Linked DNA regions of Mus musculus: all the other regions are linked to region 1. The links are chromatin contacts, called in public ChIA-PET, Hi-C and promoter capture Hi-C maps. All regions are on one chromosome and are shown on one strand. The core of a region is the stretch at or near the end of the contact, and the rest is flanking DNA. Distances in the headings are between cores, read along the strand shown. Region 1 holds the start of Zfp961 (zinc finger protein 961). Region 2 holds the start of Abhd8 (abhydrolase domain containing 8). Region 3 holds the start of Bst2 (bone marrow stromal cell antigen 2). Region 4 holds the start of Colgalt1 (collagen beta(1-O)galactosyltransferase 1). Region 5 holds the start of Unc13a (unc-13 homolog A).

Region 1 (2,793 bases), core at 205-2,704:
TGTTTGGGGGTTCCAGTCATGGCCACTCAATAAACTATGCCTGTCTTCCTTGTTGAGCTGTGTTTTTTCTGCTAATATGCTCTGTATTATTTATTCTTCGATTGCTCTCAAAGTGTCACTTCTGTTGTGGGACTGGGTCCTTGTTTCTGTCCACAAGCAAGACAGCTGTTACAGGGTCCAGACACAAGTTATGAAGTAGTACTGGTCAGTTGGGGGTTACAGTGGGCCTCTTACCCCCACCTCTTCTGTTTGTGGTGTACCAGGAAAAGGAGAAACCTACAGTAACTGAAGGTAAATTTTTCCAAGAAGATGTGATTTTTTTTTGTTGTTGTTGGGGGACAAAAGCTCATATATATGTTGCTTTTCTCGAATCCTAGAAACACATGGTCCCACCAGGTTTGTGCCCTTCCCCCAGCCTTGAGCAGGCTAAAGCAGACCTTGTTTGCCACTGCTGGCTAGCCCAACTGGGGTAGGGTCTTCTGACCTAGGTGAAGCTGCAGCTGCAGCTTCCTGCAAGAAGCCACTACCAGCTGAGCCTGTTTTCCTGATGAGATCCTGGCAAAGTGGGGGATGGGTTTCCTCCCTTTAAAAACCAGACTCAAGAATTAAACACTGGGCCTTGCTCAGAAACTCTGTCTTTGTTTCATTCCTCTCTCGTCTGTCCTTCGCATCCAGCCCCAGCTTTCTTTTCAGGAACCCAGTTCTCCGCGGCTGCTGGTGGCTATACAGGGTTGGGAATATTCACATAGGAAATGCAATTTTATAAAAAGTAGTAAAGGAAAAAGAAAGAAGGGGCTAGTGGGATGGTTCAGCTGAAAAGGCGCTTGCTGCCAAGCCTTAGACTGGCGTTCTCCAGGTTCCACAAGGTGGAAGGAGAGACCAGACTCAGATTACTGCCCCATGGGCACCTCGATAAATAAGTGTAAATTTAAAACATCAAAAAGAACACAAGCCGGGCGTGGTGGCGCACGCCTTTAATCCCAGCACTTGGGAGGCAGAGGCAGGCGGATTTCTGAGTTCGAGGCCAGCCTGGTCTACAAAGTGAGTTCCAGGACAGCCAGGGCTACACAGAGAAACCCTGTCTCGAAAAAACAAAACAAACAAACAAAAAAAAAAAACACCCCACAAAACCAGCCCAAAGAGCAAATTAACTCCGTGGGGACCCTACATAGTCCTTTCCATTTTACCCCTGAACACAAGCATACATGATCCCCTTTTACATTGCGGTTCGGCTGCGGGCTCTGGAAAAGGGCACCAGAGTCGGTTTGCAAACTCTCGGCAAGTCCCGAGCTTCCGACTGCGCAGAGCCCGCCACTCCTCTGCCCTCCGCTCCCACCCGCGTCTCTGAGATGCACTCACCATGGTGCACTCTCGTCTTGCCTGAGCTGCGCTGTGGCGGGTGTCACTGCCGCGTACCTTGCGCATTGCTAAGCCGCCAAGGACAGCGCCGAAAATGGCGGCGCCCGGCCTCCGAGAGGCTTCCCGCTGCTGATTGGACGGCTCTGCTATGAGCGATTCCGATTGGCTTTAGAGTCCCTGATAGACAGGACCAGCGACCTATCGCCTTCAACATAGTCCGGAAACTGATGTTCAGGTCTGGGGTTCGCAGAGGCACCCCACAGCAGGCTCAGGTCTGACTGGGCTTGTGCGCCTGGCTGAAGGTGAACGAGTGAGTTAGAGTTGCGGGCTAATCCTAGACTGTTTAGTGAGAGGTTAACCTGGGCTGCAGGAGACCTTGTTTCCAAAAAGGACACAAGAAAAGCCAGATTTATTCGCGGAAAATTGGGTGTGATGACACACACAACCTGCCATCCCAGCACTGGGGAGATGGAGGGAAGAGGATTTGGAGTTCAAGGCCGGCTACTATAAAAGTTGTTGTGGGGCTAGCCAATGTAAAGCTTTCTTAATCTAAGGCCAGATGAAAGGACAAGGCCAGGGTCAGACTTGACAAGGTCCGGGTTGTGTCCAGAGAAGCGAGTAAGTCCCTCACCCCCAACCCCTTCTGTAACCCCACCCCACCCCCACAACCCAGGGCTGTGGATATCATTTCTAAGGCCACTATGTGCTTGGTCTGTGATGTATTTCAGATATCCTGTGTTCCTTTTGTGTAGCATTACTGATAAGGTTCCCTGTTCAATTGGGACTGGTAGAGGTGACTTGGAAATAATTAGAAAGTAGATAGGCAACTACAGAAGCAGAATTGCTCTTTAATCAGAATGTTGTGGGATATTAGCCAGAGAAGATTGCTTGGACATGGTTTAAGCCAATAGAATGTCTTTATTAACTGGTTGGCAACTACACTGGATGTTAAGGATCCTATTGTAGTACTGAGGGCCTTTCTCAGGGTGAGCTCTTAAACACAAAAACCATATTCCAGGTCAACATGCTTCAGTTAGCAAGATCAGTGAGCCAGAAGCAAAACTATAGAAGCCAAAAAACCAAGGTTTGTACATTTAGAGACTTTCCCAGAACTATAGGCTTTGATTGGCAGGTGGTGCTGTCTATGTGCTGAGTTTTACAGACCAAATGTCAACTCCATCATGGAGTCAGTGGTCTCCATGCTCCTAAGGTCTGGGGCTTGTTCTAAGAACATCTGAAGGGCAGCAGTCTCCCTGAGGAGTAGAGACTGCAGAGATACCACCAGGCACAGTCTTTAAAGCTATGCTTGGCCCTTTCCCCCAACCCTGTCCTGCAGATGAGACCTCCTTCCTGAGCTTCACCCCTGGCTTTAGTTTCAGGTACTGAGTCTCCTCAGGCGATCAAGTGTGATAATGACCTACTTATCGGTTGGTC
Region 2 (2,793 bases), core at 177-2,676, 490 kb after region 1:
TCTCTGAACACTCACCTGCCACTCAATAGGGCCACCGATCTGCAGGCCTGGCACCCAAAGCACCGGGCTAGGAAAGCCATATCCAGCGGCGGGTCAATGGTCCGGTCGTCCGGGTCAATGCCAGTTCCTACACTCTGGGCTCCTTGACAATGCCTTCTGGGAAATGTAGTTCTTGTTGCCGCGGGGCCTTCCGGGAGCTGTAGTTCCACACCTGCAGGTGACGATAGTGGGGTGGGGGTTGGGGGATGTCTGTCCTCAGTGGCATGTAGTTCTCCAAAATGACCAGGAGAGGGCGAACGAATGTAAACTCCTGCGTGTGCGTATGACATTCTGTCCCCCTGGCCTTCTGGGAGTTGTAGTTCTTCGCCTCGGCCACTGGTAGAGGGCGCCCCAGAGTGGTGGTGACGACTCTGGCAGCAGTCTGGAGAACTGGCTGCTGGCCTTTTCACCCGCCCTCATTGAAGACGGGCAGCTGGCACGCAGCGGGCTGGCAGCTTCTTGGCGCCCGCAGCCAAGACTTCTCTTGGCGCGCGGCCCGGATGTCCTTGAGTTCCAGCTCTTCATAATCTCGAAAACTCGTGCGTTGTGAATTTGCTCTGGTTAGTTTAATCCTTCAGGCTGGCCTGGGGGAATTTTCTTCCCGCAGCTCAGATCTGGACTCCTGTTCACACACCTTCCATAGCTCTCCACTGTTTAAAGAAGATGTCCAGACAGCCGTGCCAGCAGCCACAGGAAGCCGTACACACCAGCATTTCTGAAGTTCATGGTCCTTACCATGAACTAAATGGTAAAATGGCTAGTTGTGCCTACAAATAATTGAGGCGATGTGTTGAGTACTTATTGTATGTAGAAGGTGTGTAGAAGGGATGGCGACAAGTGTTTGGGCTGCACCTTGAGCCCATGAGCGAACAGCGCGCCAGGGTGGGAAGGTTAGCCTGGGGCTCAGTCTTGGTGTAGCAGAGACCCCATCACTAGGATGCAATTCCCATTCGCTAGTTCTGCAGCAGCTCTGACACTTCTGACACAGCCTCTGGTTCAAATGCCTGCCTTGATGTTTTGTCTGTTTCCCGACCTGAAAGTGTAGAGATTTGGAAGTGTGCAGAACGAGAAGGTCAAGAGACAGAGGGCATACCGCCTTGCGGGAGGCAGAAGCTGGCTGAGGAGACCCTGTCCCAGACAGAGCACATCCACCACACCCCCAAGCTACTCGCTGTCCCTCGACTGCAAGCCCTTCTCGGTCCAGGCTCTAGCCCATCCCTCCCTCATTCCCCCCAAACTCTTCACAGGGGTGGGGCTGCTGCTTGCAGACCGCGCGCTGATCCTGGGAAGAGAAGCCTCTGGTTGGACGGTTATCTAGGCCAGACGGCTCGCCGCTGCCATAGGCCGAGATGCCTGCCCATCTGCTCCAGGCCCCGCCCACGCTGGGTGGGACTTACAGGGCCGGTTTGCTACGCGGCTGCGGGATGCCCCTGCGTTGACCGTCCGGGCCCGCGCCTGTCCGCGCTAATGCGGCCAACCCCGCACCACCATGTAAGCGGCACCTGCAGGTGGACGCTGGCTTCTCCGCCCGGGACCCCTGCGTCCTGCCTCGGGCCCCGGGCCCCTCGATGACCTCAGGTGAGCTGGCTCTGTTCCCCGAGAGAGGAGTCACCAGGCTGCCAGGCCTCCACTGAGGGGTGGGGGGTGTCGCTGCCGGGGGTGGATAACCGCCAAGCTCCGCATTCGTACTGCTAGGATGCTGCGGAACCCCGGTAGCCTTGACCCCACCGCGGGGGTGACGAACTCCAGGGAAAAGCGGGTCGGGCTGGGAAACAGGACTGGCGCTGCGCTTTAGAGAAGCCGCCACAGTCGGGGTTCCACAGCCTTAGAAATGAGGAGCAAGGCCTGCTTTCCCCTCAAGTGCATCCGGGGCTATCACGAGCGGGGTATTTAATGACCATCACTCCAGCGGCGCCCAGGCCGTGATGGAAAAACGAAGCTGGCCCCATCCCTATGCCTCAGACAATGGGGGTGTGCTGCTCCGGTATCCCCTGGAGTTATGTAACCGCCTGTGGTTGTCATGGACACCGGGGGGGGTGGCCAAGGGAACCGGATGGAGGCCCAGAGCCCCCAGTCAGGTTCTGCCTTTATCTTCCTGGCTGCCACTAGGGTTGTGTACCCTTTGAACACAGGATGCTGAGGGCAGCAACCTCCATCAGTTCTCGATACTGTGCAAGTCAGCTCTAGCTCTCTTCTGAACCTGGAGCCGGATACAACCCGAGTTCTAGTGGCCAACATCCTTCCCCCGCCTCATTCGTCACTAGTCAGATTAACACTAGAGGCCTGAGCTAAGAACTTTGACATTTTAGAATAAGAGCCAGGCTTTATGGGCTGTCATCTCACCACCCAGGAGCTTGGGCACAAGGTTGAGGCCAGCATGGACTACAGAATGAAACCCCGTGTAAAAGGTTGGCAGTGATCGGGGTTCACACTAGTCATTCTAGTACTGGCAGAGGTGGAGGCAGGAGGATTGCAAGGAGTTTGAGACCAGTGTACAGCCCAGGACGACAGAATGAGACCTTGTTTCAAAAACAAACCAATGGCATCATGTTGATGCACATCTGTCACCCCAACACTTGGGAAGGTAGAGGCAGGAGGACTGTGGGAGTTCGAGGTTCCCTTTGGTCTTAGGAACACCTGTATGCTCAACCTGCTACAACTCCGGAGGTGGAAGGCAGAGCAAGGTCAGTCTGGGCAGCATGAGGATTTCCAAGCCAGCCTGGGCTACATGAGTTTCTTTCTCAAAAGTAAGCA
Region 3 (2,793 bases), core at 159-2,658, 410 kb after region 1:
AAATTCCTGATGTTGTTCTGGGGTTCCTGAGAACTGGGCATAACATTGGCATTTCATCTAGGCTCCGCCCCACAGTTACCTGGCAACAGCCAGGTGTGCCTGACTCACTATAAAAGGGGCTGCTTGCCTCTTCCTCTCTTTTCTCCTCTTCTAGATCTTGCTCCCTTTACCCTCTTCCTCCTCTCTCCCCATTCCCCTCCCACCTCTCTCTCTACCTGTTCCCGGCTAGCCTCTACTCCTCTACTCTCTCTCTCTCTCTGCCTTTCTCTGTCTCTACTAGGCCCTCAACTCCCCTCCCCATGCCCTAAATAAACTCTATTCTATACTCTACATCCCATTGTGTGACTGGTACCCTGGGGGCCTCAGCCTGGGCCTGCAGAAGCACCCTCTTCCCCCACACCATACCACACCCCCATCAAACATATCCCTGGCTTCTTTTTCTTTTTATAAAACACAACACCGAGTCCTCCTATGCAAACTGGTCTTCACAAGGACAGAAAACGTAATCTCTCCATATACTAGTGCTTTGGCCACACAGTTTCAGTCCTGAAGAGAACCCCTTGACTGAATGTGGTCTGCCCTATGTGTCCTCAGTAAAGACTCCATAGTGTTTTGAGGTGGGTACCATTCAGGACATTCAGCGGAGCCAGGGAGGATTCCAGAGTAGTGGAGCACACCTGCCATCCCAGCACTCGGGAGGCAGAGACAGAAGGATAGGAAATCAAGGACAACCCCTATGCTAACTCCAGGTCATGCTTCATGTCACTTTTGCCCAAAGCCAGGCCAAGCCCTCTCTGAGTGCCTGGTGCTCACTGAAACACTCCTTTTTTACCCCGTTCACAGAGGTTTTCCCGCAGGCAGGTTTTCCCCGCCAGGTTGCTCCTGATGCCAGGACAAGAGCTGGGAGGCACACTTTGCTACCTGGCCAGGCTTGGTTTCCTGCCCGCTGCTCTGTAGCCACTATTCTCAATATACAGATTCTCAATAGCTCCCACGATCCTTTCGTGAATGGAGACCCCTGACCTCAAACCTTGGCCTTTGGTCTTCAGTCCACAACTGAACCTTGAAGTCTTAGTTCCCCTTCTAGGAGACCAAACCGACAACCGGCCTGTCTCTGCCTCCCAAGTGCTGGGGTTAAAGGCGTGCGCCACCACCGCCCGGCGGACAGCCACTGTTAAGTCGAGTCCCAAGCCCACAGGCACCAGGTGACTGGCCAGCGAAGGCCAAGAATTTGAGTTGAATTCCAGAAGTTTCTCTTGCTTCTAGGGGCATTCCAGGAAAATGAAACTGAAAGGCTGCAGTTTCTCCACTAGCAGTTTGCAACCCGGCGGCTCTAGAATTGCGTTGGACTCCTGAAGTTGCTATTTGCTAGAAGCAGTGGTGGGGCGGGGTTATGCTAATAAGGGCGTGGCCTGGAAAGGGTTCCTGAGCCCTCTAGGATCGACGGATCACATGGCGCCCTCTTTCTATCACTATCTGCCCGTGCCCATGGATGAGATGGGGGGGAAGCAAGGATGGGGCAGCCACCGGCAGTGGCTGGGGGCCGCGATCTTGGTGGTCCTGTTCGGGGTTACCTTAGTCATCCTGACAATCTACTTCGCCGTCACAGCGAACAGCGTGGCCTGTAGAGACGGGTTGCGAGCGCAGGCTGAGTGCCGGAACACCACGCACCTGTTGCAGCGCCAGCTCACCCGCACCCAGGACAGTCTGCTGCAGGCCGAGACACAGGCAAACTCCTGCAACCTGACCGTGGTAAGCCTGGAATCCGTCCCCTCCAGTGGCTTTGAAACAGCCAAGCAAGTCCCCCACCCCCACCTCGAAGGCCAGCTACTAAAGACTGAAATCCTGGGAGACCTTAGAACTCCCTACAGCTCTGCAATCAGGGGCCTCAGTATCCTCCCTTCCTTTGGTGACTCTCCAAACTTTGTGTAGAGTGCTTGAGTTGGAGAGCTCGAACCTGACTTAGGGACCAGCATTTGGCTTCACTGGGATATCACTCAGCCCTGATTGAATTTTTTGAAACAGGGTCTCCTAAATTGCTCCGGCTGTCCTAAAAGTCACTCTGTAGACCAGGCTGGCCTCAAATGCTGCCTTTCAAGTGCTAGTATTAAAAACATGAGCCACCACACCTAGCAAATTATTGAAACTTTTAATATGTCTCTGAGAGACCTTGTCTGGGAAGCCCGGTTCTGCTGTGTGTTTGTGTAGGAGAATATCTGGAACTTTCTACTAGGGGTTAACTACGAAGAGTTTTCAAACTCCTATGTGGGCACTTAAAATTGCCGTTTTGGAGATTACACCTTGGTAGGACTGGGTGGATACGGAGAGTGTTGGAGGGGAACCTGAAAGGGGCTTTGCTTGAGAAGGTCTCAGATGCCTTTGCCTGGAAGTTTCCTAGGGGCCAGGACAACAGCCAACCCATGTTTGTGCCGCTTTTCTGATCAGGTGACCCTTCAGGAGTCCCTGGAGAAGAAGGTGTCTCAAGCCCTGGAGCAGCAGGCCCGCATCAAGGAGCTTGAGAGTGAGAGGGGGGCAGGGGGAGGGGGAGGTCCAGTGGAGCTGGGAGGGAATAGCTTAGGCCTCCAGGTTGGGACTTGGGGAGAGGTGCTGACCCACATGAAGGGGTGGCAGGGTCATGAGCCCACTGCTTGGAAGTTTGGTTTCTTCCCAGAGACAGACAGAGTGCCAGGGATGAAGGAATAAAGCTTGGGGAGTGGAAGTAGGGGTTTATGTCAGCAGAGAGCAGAGGGTGGGTAGGAAGAACGTTGTCAGGAGGGTGGAGGCCACAGATCT
Region 4 (2,793 bases), core at 143-2,642, 340 kb after region 1:
GCAAGACCCTAGACACAGCAGTAGGTAGCCACCAGACACAAAGGAATTCAGCCACAAAGGTGTGGCAGCTGTGTCCAAAGTTGCACAATGGAGTGAAGGACAACGGGACAAAGGTCTGCTGAGAGGATAGGGACCTGGTGGGGAAGCTGACGATAGAACTGGAGCATTCTAGATCCTACCTTCCCAAGCTTCAGTACTCCAGTCGGGGATTTGAGGCTCACCTGGGTTCCTCTGCCGGTCGCCACTCCACAGAGTGGTATAAACCCTTCACTGCCACCAGCCACTCTCGAAGTATGGCTGAAGTGTTGTCAGTGTTGTGATCTGTGGCCACCCTGTGAGCACAGACAGGACAAGATGATGGCACTGGGGGTTTCCCAACCTGGCTCAGACCCATCAGCTATAACACCCTGGATAAAACTCGCTACACTCCAAGCCTGTTGCCCATCCATCGGTGACAGGGGAGTAAAGATGACACCCAGCTCACTAGTACACAACTGAACAGAACCTGCTGGTTTGGAAAGCACATTGGTGTGAGACCCTGTCACAAAGATAAGTTCATTAACTTTGTTAGCGTGGAATGCTGGCCCGAGCCTCAGGAATCTTATCTGGAAGTCCCGGAGTTCGCTATAAGGGTCTGGAAGCACCAGCCTGGCCCATTCTAAGGAGTCAGAGGTTCTAGGATGGTAGCTCGCTGTGAGGGCTGGCAGCAAATCAGAACAGATTCCTAAGTACCTGAGGGGAGGAGGCAGCAGCTTGGGGTCCCAAGCCGCAGTGGGGACGAGCCCGGGCACTATGGATATAGAGCCGAGCCCCCTCAAGTGCGTAATCCCTGGGGTACATAACTCAGGTCCTCAGAAAGAGGACCGAGTCTCCGCAGCGCACAGCCGAGCCCAAGTGCATAGCAACCTCCCTCCGGTAGAGACTTGAGTCCCGCCTAGTCCCGGTGCACCGCGCAAGGGCCCGCAGCTCACCACAGCGCCGTGCGCTCCCGTGGGTGGCGCAGCTGCTCCAGGGCGCCCAGCGTGGCGGGCAGCGCGGGTGCCGCGTTCCGCGCCAGCAGCGCGATGAGCACGCGCGGCGCCTGTAGCGGGGACTCGGGGCTCCAGCGCTCCTCTGGAAAGTAGCCGTCCGCGCCGCGCGGGCCGCCCAGCGGCGGCAGCAGTAGGAGCAGTGGCAGCAGCGGCAGCCCGCGTGACCCGCGTGGCAACGCCGCCATCGCGCCACGCGTCGCCTTTAAGCAGCTTTTCTGCCGGGGGACGAGGGCCGCGCCTTAAAGGAGTCGGCGGCGGGAAGGACACATCCAGGTCCCACCCCTGACACGCTCCTTAAAGGGAAGTGGCCCGCGGGTCATACTGTGAGTCCTGGAGAGAGGCATGACAAGGCTACGCCTTTAAAAGCTTCCACTGCTTTCCGCCGACCGCAATAACCCGGTCACAAGACGTCACTTGCGGGGAGGTTCCGGAAGCCCCGCCCCTAGCTCGAGCTTTAAAGACACAGACAGTTCTTTGACCACGCCCTGAGAGTGTTCTGTTTTGGAGCCCTCTAATCTCACGCGGTGGCTCTTTACAGAAGCTTCTTCTATTTAGAACCATGTCATCTCAGTTTCCAAGGTTGCGACATGGTTATTTTTGTTTGTTCGTTGCTCCATTTAAGAAGCCATCGAGCCGGGCAGTGGTGGCCCACGCCTTTAATCCCAACACTTGGGAGGCAGAGGCAGGCGGATTTCTGAGGTCATGGCCAGCCTGGTCCACAGAGTGAGTTCCAGGACAGCCAGGGCTACACAGAGAAAGCCTGTCTCGAAAAATCATTAAAAAAAAAAAAAGCCAGCGAAATGGCTCAGTGGGTAAAATCGCTTGCTACCATGTCTGAGGATCCAGAATCCTCAGTCCCCAAATTGTATTGCCCTCTGGCCTTCTTAAAAATGGCTTGTGTGGGGCTGGTGAGATGGCTCAGCGGGTAAGAGCACCCGACTGCTCTTCCGAAGGTCCAGAGTTCAAATCCCAGCAACCACATGGTGGCTCACAACCATCCGTAACAAGATCTGACTCCCTCTTCTGGTGTGTCTGAAGACAGCTACAGTGTACTATTGTTATAATAACAAATAAATCTTAAAAAAAAAAATGGCTTGTGTGCGCCCCTTCCTGCTCTTACTGTTGTTTTCATTTTCTGTGTTTCAGTGTTTTGCCTACATGTACGGCTGTATAACGTGTGTGTGTGTGTGTGTGTGTGTGTGTCCCTGTTCTCCAAGGAGGTTAAAAGAGGGCATCAACTCCTCTAGAACTGGAGTTGCGGATAGTTGTCAACCACTGTGTGGTGTTGGAAATAGAACACCACTCAGGTCTGAGCACCTTTACCTACAGAACCATCCCACTAGCCCATTTCTCCTGGTTTGTTTTTAAAACAGGTTCTTACTCGGCAAGCTCACTCTATAAATTCACAGCTATACTTCTGCTTCATTCTCCTGTGTTCTGGGACAGGCATATACCACCAGGCCAGCAGACTGGTAAAATCCACATAGATTTTCCTACTCTGGTCCCTAGCCTCTAGAGGACCCTAGGGTCCACAAGACATCTCCTGATAGGTTATTTCTCCACCACTGGTGAAATGAGCCAATTTATGCCAGATTCGATTATATTAAAGATGGGTAGTTTTACTGGGGAGCTGCACTCGCTGACTGGCCCCAAGGATTGAGTGACATCACGGTGGGGGAAGGGAGAATGAGAAAGGGTGTGTACAACCACCACCCACAATGTCCTTCTGTAAAAGGAGTGATTCCCATTTGAACCCAGTTGA
Region 5 (2,793 bases), core at 205-2,704, 280 kb after region 1:
ATGTAAAATAAATGCAAATAAATTTTAATTAGAGCAGCAGAGGGCTGTGAAGATGGCTGGGTAGCTACCATGCTCCTGAGGTGCCTAAGGGAAGTGGAGGTGCCAGGGTGGCCGCCATTCTGTCTCCAAAGCCTACAGGAGGAGCTGCTGATACATACCTCCAGGCCCTTCTCCAGGAGCTGCCAGTCTAAGCTGTGAGCTTAGGGCCAGTAAGACACTGCTACCAACAGCTACAATGATGAATAAGTGACCTGTGCATGAGGAACAGCATCCAGGGTTGTTCACTGGGCTTACATGCACAGGTGTGTGTGCTCAGACACACTCACATACACACACACTATCAGATACAGACACATACACTCAGACACACAGATACACAAACACACACTCAGACATAAACACATACAGACACACTCATACACACACACTTATACAGACACAGACACACAAGCACAAACACACTCACATAGACACATACAGACACACTCACACACACAGACACATGGACACACACAAACATACTCACATGCACACACAGGCACATGCAAACTCTGTCTTACACACACACACACACACACATTCCACACATGGAAAAAAATCAAGAAGCTCTGCACAATATCCCAGTGAGCTCCTCCTGCCAAGCCTGAAGCCATGAATTCTATTCCTGGAACCCACATAGTGGAAAGAGAATCAAGTCTGGAAAGTTGCCTTCTGATCTCCATGGGCGCTGTGATATGTGTGTGCCTCATTTCTACACACATAAACAATGTAATGTATAAAAAAAATTTTAGATTTATTTTGCTTTCTGTGCATGTCTGTGGATGGTTGGGAGCTACCATGTGGGTGCGAGGAACAGAAGGCTGGGGTCTCTGGAAGACCAGCTGGTGCTCTTAACCTCTGGGCAGCTCTCCAGACCCAATAAACGTGTGTTTTTTGTTTGTTTTGGTTTTTAGAGATAGAATCTCACTATGCAGACTAGGATGGCCACAGACTCGCAGAGATCTATTACGTCCATGGCCCGCAAGAAGTAAAGTTATAAAATGGGCAGAGATATGTGCCTGTGGTAGAGTATATGCCTCATACGGGGAAGGTAAGGCACATGTCTCGCAAGTGTCAGTACCCGGATTAAAAAACAAACAAAAAAACCAATAAACAAACAGCTTCCTGCGGCACTGAAGATGGGGAATTGACAGCAAATAGCAGTTCTGTTACCCAGGAGAATGTAAAACAAGAGCACAGGTTAGGTGGCTCAGAGAGGAAATAGAAACGTGGAGACCTAGGTAGGTGGAGCACGGACAGAAATACTCATCGAGGCTGAGCCAGAAAGCAAAGGGCTTTGAAACAGATACGACCTGGCCTGGACTCCCCGCAGTTTACGAGCCCTTTAAGGCGTCTGCCCGGCCCCGCCCCGTCACGCGTCTCCGGCTCCGCCCACGCCGCAGCGTCAGAGCGCGTCAGGCGCTGTCCGCGCCCCCGGTGCTGAAGCGACATGGCCGGCGGCCGGGCCCCGGCATAAGCCCTGAGCCCCGCGCTGCACCCGCCGCGCTCTAGCCGCCTGGAGTCATGTCTCTGCTGTGCGTGGGAGGTAGGTTCTGCGTGGACGCGGGAAAAGTGCGGGGTGTGCGTGGATGAGCCGAGTCGGGCTGCACAGCAGGGGGACCCCCGGTGCGCGCTTCAGGGCGCACTTGGATCAGCCCTAGGTGCTCTTCCTGTCACTCACACGAGTGGATGAGGGACTCGGGGCGCCTGTGTAGACGGTTTATAGGCCCTGGTTGGGGCTGAGGAGACGGCGGACCGTGCGCGCGAGGGTGGGGCGTTTAGGGGTAATGGGCCCGGACTGAGCGTAGGAGCAACCTCTCCGATCCCCAGTATGCCCTAAACAGTGCAGCAGGCTCCGCGGAAGCTCGTGGCTCCCTCTTCGCCTCACCCCTAGGGCTGGAGGAAGGGAAGGAGATGTGGGGGAGCAGCTATTTTGGGGCCAAAACGCCATCTGCACCGAGGCCCACGCCCAGGCCCACGCTCCGCATTTGGAGAGTAGGGAGGGAATAACGGGAGAGGTGTGACCCCTGCACCCCTCGAAGTTCCGGGTGGGGCTAGGCACGGCTGCCAGGTAACTCTACAGCGGGAGACCTTGGGCGACCGACTGGCCATGTAGCGATGCGTGCCGATACCGTTGTGAGCTCTAGGTTTGGAGGGTGGGGGGTGAACCCCCTACTCCCTTTCCCCTTCCCACCTCCAGGAAGCTGTGTAAGGAAGAGGGCGAGTCTCCATCCCCTCAGAACCCAGGCGGCGGGAGACCTGGGCGGCGGTGTGCGGATTTGAGCTCCGCGGCTGTGTAGCCCTAGATGGCCCCGCCCCTCTGCCCCTCCCCCTCCCTGTCCCCCCCTCCCCCTCCGCTCGCTGCTCCATTCACAAACCCGGCCCAGCCCGCCCGCGCCCCGCGGTGCATCGCTCTAGTCTGTTGGACGCGGGTGTTCTTAAAGGAGCAGGAACTCTTTTCTCTGACCCTGTGCCTCGAAGGTTCCGACTGCCCAGGATTACTGGGTATCCGCGGCTTCCAGACCTGGGAAGTAAGCGGAGCTGAACGTGAAGGGGATCCTCACCTCGGGAGCTCCCTGAATCCCGTGTCCTCCCATCCTGCCTCCTGGGGCGGGGGGGGGGGGGCGCGTCACCCCAACTCTGACGCAAACCGGAGGCTCAGCTGTGGGGGTGGAGGGCGTGCAGCCTAAGAAAGGAGGCTTCCAGAAAGCCAGGCCCAGGAGACATTTGTACTGAATTCCCTGGATACCATGG

The links. Promoter capture Hi-C pulls out the DNA fragments that hold promoters and counts their contacts. Hi-C and Micro-C count contacts between places; a contact is called where the count stands out from the background. ChIA-PET counts read pairs in DNA pulled down with a chosen protein or histone mark. Capture Hi-C pulls out chosen DNA fragments and counts their contacts.
Region 2: a contact with region 1 is called in a promoter capture Hi-C map of erythroid cells, with 4 times the contacts expected there. The contact joins the promoter of Abhd8 here to the promoter of Zfp961 in region 1. A contact is called at or near these places in 1 of 39 promoter capture datasets (erythroid cells) and 2 of 115 datasets of contacts at active chromatin or transcription factors (astrocytes and embryonic stem cells).
Region 3: a Hi-C map of B cells shows a contact between it and region 1, with 5 read pairs. The contact joins the promoter of Bst2 here to the promoter of Zfp961 in region 1. A contact is called at or near these places in 2 of 39 promoter capture datasets (erythroid cells and stem cell-derived epiblast-like cells), 1 of 484 Hi-C or Micro-C datasets (B cells), 1 of 115 datasets of contacts at active chromatin or transcription factors (embryonic stem cells) and 1 of 9 other capture datasets (adipose tissue).
Region 4: a contact with region 1 is called in an RNA polymerase II ChIA-PET map of memory CD8 T cells, with 13 read pairs. The contact joins the promoter of Colgalt1 here to the promoter of Zfp961 in region 1. A contact is called at or near these places in 1 of 484 Hi-C or Micro-C datasets (B cells), 1 of 115 datasets of contacts at active chromatin or transcription factors (memory CD8 T cells) and 1 of 9 other capture datasets (adipose tissue).
Region 5: a contact with region 1 is called in a promoter capture Hi-C map of adipose tissue. The contact joins the promoter of Unc13a here to the promoter of Zfp961 in region 1. A contact is called at or near these places in 3 of 39 promoter capture datasets (the C10 cell line and cranial neural crest), 3 of 115 datasets of contacts at active chromatin or transcription factors (the 230-238 cell line, astrocytes and embryonic stem cells) and 3 of 9 other capture datasets (adipose tissue, liver and pancreatic islet).

The regions. Positions count from the first base shown.
Region 1 is chr8:71,949,727-71,952,519 of GRCm38.p6, reverse strand. Zfp961 (zinc finger protein 961) reads right to left here and starts at 1,454. Exons shown (of 4, transcript NM_001164581.1): 1 at 1,360-1,454. The coding sequence starts at 1,425.
Region 2 is chr8:71,462,290-71,465,082 of GRCm38.p6, reverse strand. It overlaps Abhd8 (abhydrolase domain containing 8), which reads left to right and starts at 1,426. Exons shown (of 5, transcript NM_022419.3): 1 at 1,426-1,617. The coding sequence starts at 1,608. Mrpl34 (mitochondrial ribosomal protein L34) reads right to left here and starts at 157. Exons shown (of 2, transcript NM_053162.2): 1 at 16-157. The coding sequence starts at 80.
Region 3 is chr8:71,536,087-71,538,879 of GRCm38.p6, reverse strand. Bst2 (bone marrow stromal cell antigen 2) reads left to right here and starts at 1,408. Exons shown (of 5, transcript NM_198095.3): 1 at 1,408-1,752; 2 at 2,446-2,521. The coding sequence starts at 1,453.
Region 4 is chr8:71,609,623-71,612,415 of GRCm38.p6, reverse strand. It overlaps Colgalt1 (collagen beta(1-O)galactosyltransferase 1), which reads right to left and starts at 1,392. Exons shown (of 12, transcript NM_146211.3): 1 at 972-1,392; 2 at 222-332. The coding sequence starts at 1,216.
Region 5 is chr8:71,670,418-71,673,210 of GRCm38.p6, reverse strand. It overlaps Unc13a (unc-13 homolog A), which reads left to right and starts at 1,454. Exons shown (of 44, transcript NM_001029873.2): 1 at 1,454-1,585. The coding sequence starts at 1,564.